Linked DNA regions of Bombyx mori: region 1 is linked to region 2. A link is a contact called in public Hi-C data. All regions are on one chromosome and are shown on one strand. Each heading gives the region's core, a stretch centred on a gene start, on an enhancer-like site or on the middle of the called end of the contact. The rest is flanking DNA. Distances are from core to core; before and after follow the strand shown.

The links. Hi-C and Micro-C count contacts between places; a contact is called where the count stands out from the background.
Region 1: a contact with region 2 is called in a Hi-C map of midgut, with 2.8 times the contacts expected there. The contact joins the enhancer-like site here to the promoter of LOC101744329 in region 2. A contact is called at or near these places in 7 of 7 Hi-C or Micro-C datasets (middle silk gland, midgut, posterior silk gland and 2 more).

What each region holds. Positions count from the first base shown.
Region 1 is chr4:5,891,134-5,894,378 of ASM3026992v2, forward strand. It overlaps LOC101744329 (fibronectin type-III domain-containing protein 3a), which reads left to right. Exons shown (of 8, transcript XM_004929166.5): 5 at 1-17; 6 at 500-654; 7 at 1,347-3,245. Among protein-coding and RNA genes, the nearest start is that of LOC134198746, 9.1 kb to the right of the region's middle. Within about 2 kb of position 1,953, at least 5 of the 8 cell types and tissues checked have open chromatin away from gene starts, as enhancers often do.
Region 2 is chr4:5,847,907-5,850,964 of ASM3026992v2, forward strand. It overlaps LOC101744329 (fibronectin type-III domain-containing protein 3a), which reads left to right and starts at 1,489. Exons shown (of 8, transcript XM_004929166.5): 1 at 1,489-1,802. It overlaps LOC101740829 (transcription-associated protein 1), which reads left to right. Exons shown (of 47, transcript XM_038021813.2): 47 at 1-883. It overlaps LOC134198747 (a long non-coding RNA gene), which reads right to left and starts at 1,290. Exons shown (of 2, transcript XR_009972914.1): 1 at 898-1,290.

The sequences.
Region 1 (3,245 bases), core at 703-3,202, 44 kb after region 2:
CTGCTCGTAAACCACAGGTACTGTAACATTAATGTACAATGCCATTATATAACTCATACCGGTCATCGTTCTCGTCGAACCCGTCGCTTGCGACGAAGGGCTCGGCGAGTAAATTAACCCACAGACACAGCCCACTGAGTTACTCGCCGGATTTTCTCAGTGGGTCGCGTTTCCGATCCGGTGGTAGATTCTGCGAAGCACGGCTCTTGCTAGGGTTCTTGTTAGCAACGTCGCCAAAATTGAGCCCCGTGAGCTCACCTACTAGTTCGGTAAATCTAGAATAACTTCTCGAGGTTACTAGAATAGGTAGGAAAAAAATGGAACTCGTCTTATCAAAAGTAAAAAGTAAAGTGTATGGATTTTTCTTCTGAATGAAAAAAAAAATCGGTTGATTTGTGACCGTTTTTTATTGTAAGAAAAATAAAGATGCCGCAAGAACGGTGCGTCGTGGTTTTGTTTTAACCTCTAAATATGTTCAAGAAGAAAACGATATTTACAGGTCAGCGACATGACACCTACCAGTGCCTTAGTGCAGTGGAACTCTCAACTTCCGGAAGGTGTCCCGCCGCCCAACCTTGAATTAACCTACGATCTAATACTCGGAGATCGTGGCCGGTACAAAGCCATCTACAGCGGCCCCTCTCTTTCTTGCAGGTCAGTTCTTAATAATATTGTAAGTATTAATATTCTATAAAATCATTCGAAATAAAAATGGAAACTGAAAATTCAGTTACTAATAATAAAAAACAGGTCTATTGGCACTGTTTTTTTAATCAGGTTAAAATTGCTAACCACACGAGTTCGATCTACATTTATTATTAGGATCTGTCATGTTGAAATTATAACCTATAAGATATCTTGCCCGCAAAAACTGGTAATTTATCTCTTAGGATTCTAGCTCCAATTCAAACGAAGTTGAATTAAATCAAAGATAGGATGCTTTGGGTAATTATTATAACTCTCTGCAAAACTTTATGCATGATAAAATACATCTTTCTAGCACAATAACTAAAATGAATGCCGATTGGTACGTTAATAATGTTCTTGTAAACCATTATTAACTCGAAAAAAAACTTTTTCACAACCCAAAATACTGCACACATAAACAAATTTCAATAACAAAATAATATAACAATTTAAATAATTACCCAAATATAATCAATCTATTTAATAAAATCTAAGGAAATTACCAAATAAATTTATATTCTTGTAAAACTTATAAATTTCTCAATAAATGAAGATTTTGATTATTACAATTTTTAAGTGAGGCATAACTTTGTAGGAAAAAAGAATCATGAATGGACAATTTGATCTCCGATTGAAATGACTTGAATGTTATGTTGCAGAGTTCGTGATCTGCGGCCGGGATGCGAGTACTCGGTGTACCTGCAGATCCGCCCCGGGGCCGTCACGGGCGCCACCACGGAGGCGGTGACGTTCCGCGCGCCCGCCGCCCCGCCCGACCGCGTGCCCGCCCCCAAGGTCACGCAGCGGTCGCGCAACTCGCTGCTGTTGCGCTGGCCCTCCGCCGCCGACAACGGAGCGCGTCTGCAGTACTACGTGCTCGAAATGGACGACGGCGACGGCTTCAAGGAGATATCGCGCCCGCGCACTCGCCAGCACTCCGCTACCGGCCTGCGTCCCCAAACGCGATACATCTTCCGCATCGCCGCTGTTAACGAGTGCGGTCGAGGTGAATGGAGTGAAGAGATAACCGTGTGGACTTACGGGTTGCCACCCCCCGCGCCCGCTCCGCCCGTGCTCGACTCTGCCGCCTCCGAATCTCTATCTCTGTCTTGGGAACGCCGAGGCGAAGAAGAATTCACGCTCCAAATGGACGATATCGCTCGCGGGCACGGTTTCCTGCCCGTCTACAATGGTCCAGATCGAACGCACGTGTGTAAGGGTCTGCGTCGTGCATCCGACTACCGTTTTAGATTATGCTGCGAGACCACCGACGGACAAGGTCCTTATTCGACAGATGTGACGTACCGCACCCTACCCGAACGCCCTGGCGCACCAGGTCGACCCTCTGCCAAGGGCAAGATACATTCCCGAGCATTTCGCTTGCGGTGGGAGCCGCCTTCCGATGACGGAGGAGCCCCGGTAGAACAATACACTCTCGAACTCGATGCTGGCGATGGATTCCAGTCCGCGTACTCCGGTCCTGATAGAGAAGCGCATTGTGATCGACTTCAACCAGGTACTGACTACCGCGCACGAGTGCGGTGCTTGAATTCGGCCGGCGAGAGCGACTGGTCAAGTACCGAGACTGTCACCACGGATGCCACCATTCCTGCTGCTTGCGATGCGCCCGAGCCCACGAGTGAGCCGCGCGCTACTACCCTACCTTTACGTTGGAAACCTCCCAGCTGCACCGGCGGTACCCCTCTCACCGAGTATAGAGTTGAGGTGGCAAACGCGCAAGGAATCGCCCGCCTGGCTCACGCTGGCTTAGAAACGGAATGCATAGTACGAGAATTGTCTCCCGGTCGCCCGTACCGCGTGTGGGTAACCGCGTGCAATCGGGTCGGCTCCGGCCCGCCGTCCTCCGTCCTCGAATTCGAGACTGCGGCCGCCCCCCCGGATGCTCCCGACGCGCCTATCGCGAACGTCCAAAGCCCCAACGCAGTCCAACTCGAGTGGACTGCGCCCCCCGATAACGGCGCTAATATTATAGATTATAGAGTGGAAATGAGCGCAGCCAATGTCGACGATGCCTACACAGAGATATATCGGGGGTCGGAAACGAACTGTTCCATCGATCGTCTGACACCATTCACGCCCTACTTTTTCCGAGTGTGCGCAACGAATGTCGCCGGCCGGGGAGCGTGGTCCGCGGTACGGGACGTGCTGACTCCCCGCGCACCTCCCGCAGCCCCCTCTGCTCTGCGGTATGAAGCTACTGCAGACTCACTGCGTTTGCAGTGGCGCGCGCCGGCCTGCCACGGAGCTGATATCTTACAATATCGTGTCGAGGTTGGCGACGCAGCATTCGACACTGAAGGACCCACACCCGAACGGCTCGTCGAGGGACTCGAACCAGACGTGTCGTACCGTGTTCGCGTCGCCGCCCTAAACGAACTCGGGCTCGGCGATTGGAGTGAAGAATCGCGAGCCCGCACCCGACCTCCACCACCTGTGCCACCGATACTCCGGTGCTCCCCACCCGCTCATAACCACCTCCGACTCGAGTGGGACGCAACCGGAACCGAAGGAGTACATTATTGCGTCGAGATGCGTGC
Region 2 (3,058 bases), core at 239-2,738:
CCTACGTGGACTACAGAATATGGCACGCAGATGGAGACCCGTGCTCAACATGAACTGTAGCCTAAATTCTTTCCCAGATTTCCAAACTATTTCTATTTTTATTTCTATTACTATATTTCGTCAAAATCGGTTCAGTAGTTTAAGCGTGTAAATGTAAGAGAAGCTTGATGTTGATATGCGAACATGAAAAGAGTCTTCGACAATAGGCGGCTGCTTGGCTGTGGACCCGGCATTGTGTTAGGTGGATCCAGTCTCTATATATATATAATACATATGTAATATAGCTTGCATATACAAGTTACGAACAACAACTCTTGAACCGTAGGTCTACTGAGGAATATCACACTCTCGGTAGAAGATCTTCCCTTTGTCATTAAACCATCACCAAATTACCTTTATACTTTTTAAGTTAGCTTCACATTTGTATACTATCACCCAAAGTTATGTACCTATCCAATTTTCACTATTTATGACTATAAATACATATATGTATATACCAAGCGGTTTAAGCTTATATAATATATTATATCTATTTGTTAAGTGTACATATATCTTACTTAAAAGTCTACTGTCACGTGTCGCATCCCATCATCGCCTCTAAACCTACGTTTTCATATTATGATTAAGAGCAATGTTCAAGAAATCGGTGAATAAAAAATCAATTATGTATTCAACTATAGCAATTGATATTTGAAGCAATAATGCAATTCTATGTCTTGTGAGAAAAATAAATAGAAACTGATGTATAAAACTCTTGAGTACATACATATTTTGAAATTTTGCATTTAATCCCGATTGGTCATTTCGTGATGAATATTTTATCGATTTAAAATTAGAATTATCAATGTTAATTAACATTAAAAAAGATGTAAAAGTAAACAAATTAATTTTATTTACCCAGTTCCCACCACGTTAAAGAAACTTGATTGATGGTTGCGCGAGTGAAATTAATAGCTATTGCATGTGCACTAGTGACAGCTAAGTACTTGCATAGGTGAAAGTACGGGGATTGCAAATGCGCCGCTCATAATGAACTTGCGATCTCGCTCTAACTTTATATCTACCACACAAGCAATGAGTAATCAATAAACAAAGGCGTATTACATTCAACATCTACTGTTGGAGAAATAATGTGCAGTTTGAATGTGGTTACTTAAAATTGGTGCACCCGCGAATATTTTTGCAGCTGACAAGCCAAATGCAGCATTCCACGATGTTGAAATTCGCATTTCATTTTCTAAACGTTCAAGAGTAAAGACTAGGTACTTGATTGTGGGCCCCTTTATTAATCAAAACACTATACTTTGTAAATCCAAAAATCTGATGTATCACGGGAGGAGGTAAAGGATGCTGAGACGCAGGTCAGAAGGATACAGTGAGAAGCGAGGTCGGCGACAGGCGCGGATTGCGTCGCGACTCTCGTTGCTACGCGGCGGCGGCTGAGGCGAGGGGCAGAGAGGGCCACGTCGGCGCGCGGCCCCCCGCCATCGTCAGTCCGCCAACCGGCCTCGCTCCTAGTGTTCGTGTGTTGTGTGCCCTTTCGAGCTTCACCGGCTAGTGTCCGACCTCTGTAACCGACCGTTTATGACATTCGACAACCCCGCCCTGTGCATTTTCCAAAGTTGCATTTCGATCAGTGCGAGGAATACCTCGGTCTCGAACGACTCGCCCTTCAGACGTAAACGTACACAGTTTGCCTTGCCTTTATTTATGTTGTCATTATAGTGTGGTGAATACCTGTGTTGTTCGGACGATAACCACAATATTTCGGAGATCGAACTATCGTCAAATTTCAACTGAAGGTGAGTAGTTTTTGATTTCGCGAACTGCCTACCGGGACGCTCGATTCGCCGTTGCGTGGCTCGGTGTCATCAATAAATTCCGCGGAAAGACTAAGATGGGGTGTACAACTAAGTACGTCGTGACGTACGTATATTGTACAGCGGGATGTTGTAAATATTGATGATGGAACAATTCGTATGTTAAACAACTTAGAACCTACTGCAACATTTTAGTACAAATTGTCCAAAATAACAGTATCAATATCCTTAATATTATCAAAATCTTATTGGATTCGGTTCTATCCCACTATACCATATGGTAGACGGAAGCGAATGGATAAGAAAACATGGAGAGGCGCGGGGCGGTGCGCGGCCGGTCCAGCGGGCAAGCGACCGCATTCCATACGGAATGCTGGATTATATACAATGTCAGTGTGAGTTTGAGCCCCTAGATATGTTGCTTCATATTTGCAATAATTTTGTTGCCTGATGTGATTGCCTGCAATGTGAATCGAGAATATTGAAGAATTTGATGTCAGGCATAGCGCAAGTCTGAATGCCCCACACCTCTCTTCAAATCATATTATGTAGATGATATTATTAGCTCTCATAATAATATAATTTTAGGTATGTTTCAATAGTATTAATTGAGACATTAATTATTGGATGAGATAATAATGAAGAATTTATTTCTAAGCTATTTATAACTGAAATAATACTCTAAAACGTTTAAACTAAATTAGTTACGTATACTAGTTATTACAATACCAATAGTGACAAAATTAGGTAGATACCTAGCATTGGTACAACGGATAACTCTACTAAAATTTGAAATTAAAGAAAATGTACCTAGATAGATTAGTTTGCGGTTTGTCAGAGATTAGATAGATGTGGGTAGGTATTATTTTTAATGTAACAAATATTTCATTGTAGCTACCTTCAACGTATTGCCTATTGCCTAAACTATAAATCGGTTGGTATTGTTAAATTTTTACGTCGTGTCATCAAATTTTACTATTGAATAAACAAAAAAAAGTGTGCATTCGTTTTAGAAACTTGTTCGATATGATACTTATAAATACGAGGATCGAGCTCGCTAGCGTTACATTTTGAAACATCCGTTTTTGCTTCCGTTCTGTGACCTATAATATTGTACAATTAAATCTAAAGCGACACTGTTTATAGCATTAGAACGTAATATAATTAGAAGTAGATAATGCTTGGAATATTCATTGAAAATACTATTACCAAAACCTTAAAGTTTCTTACCGTGCTTG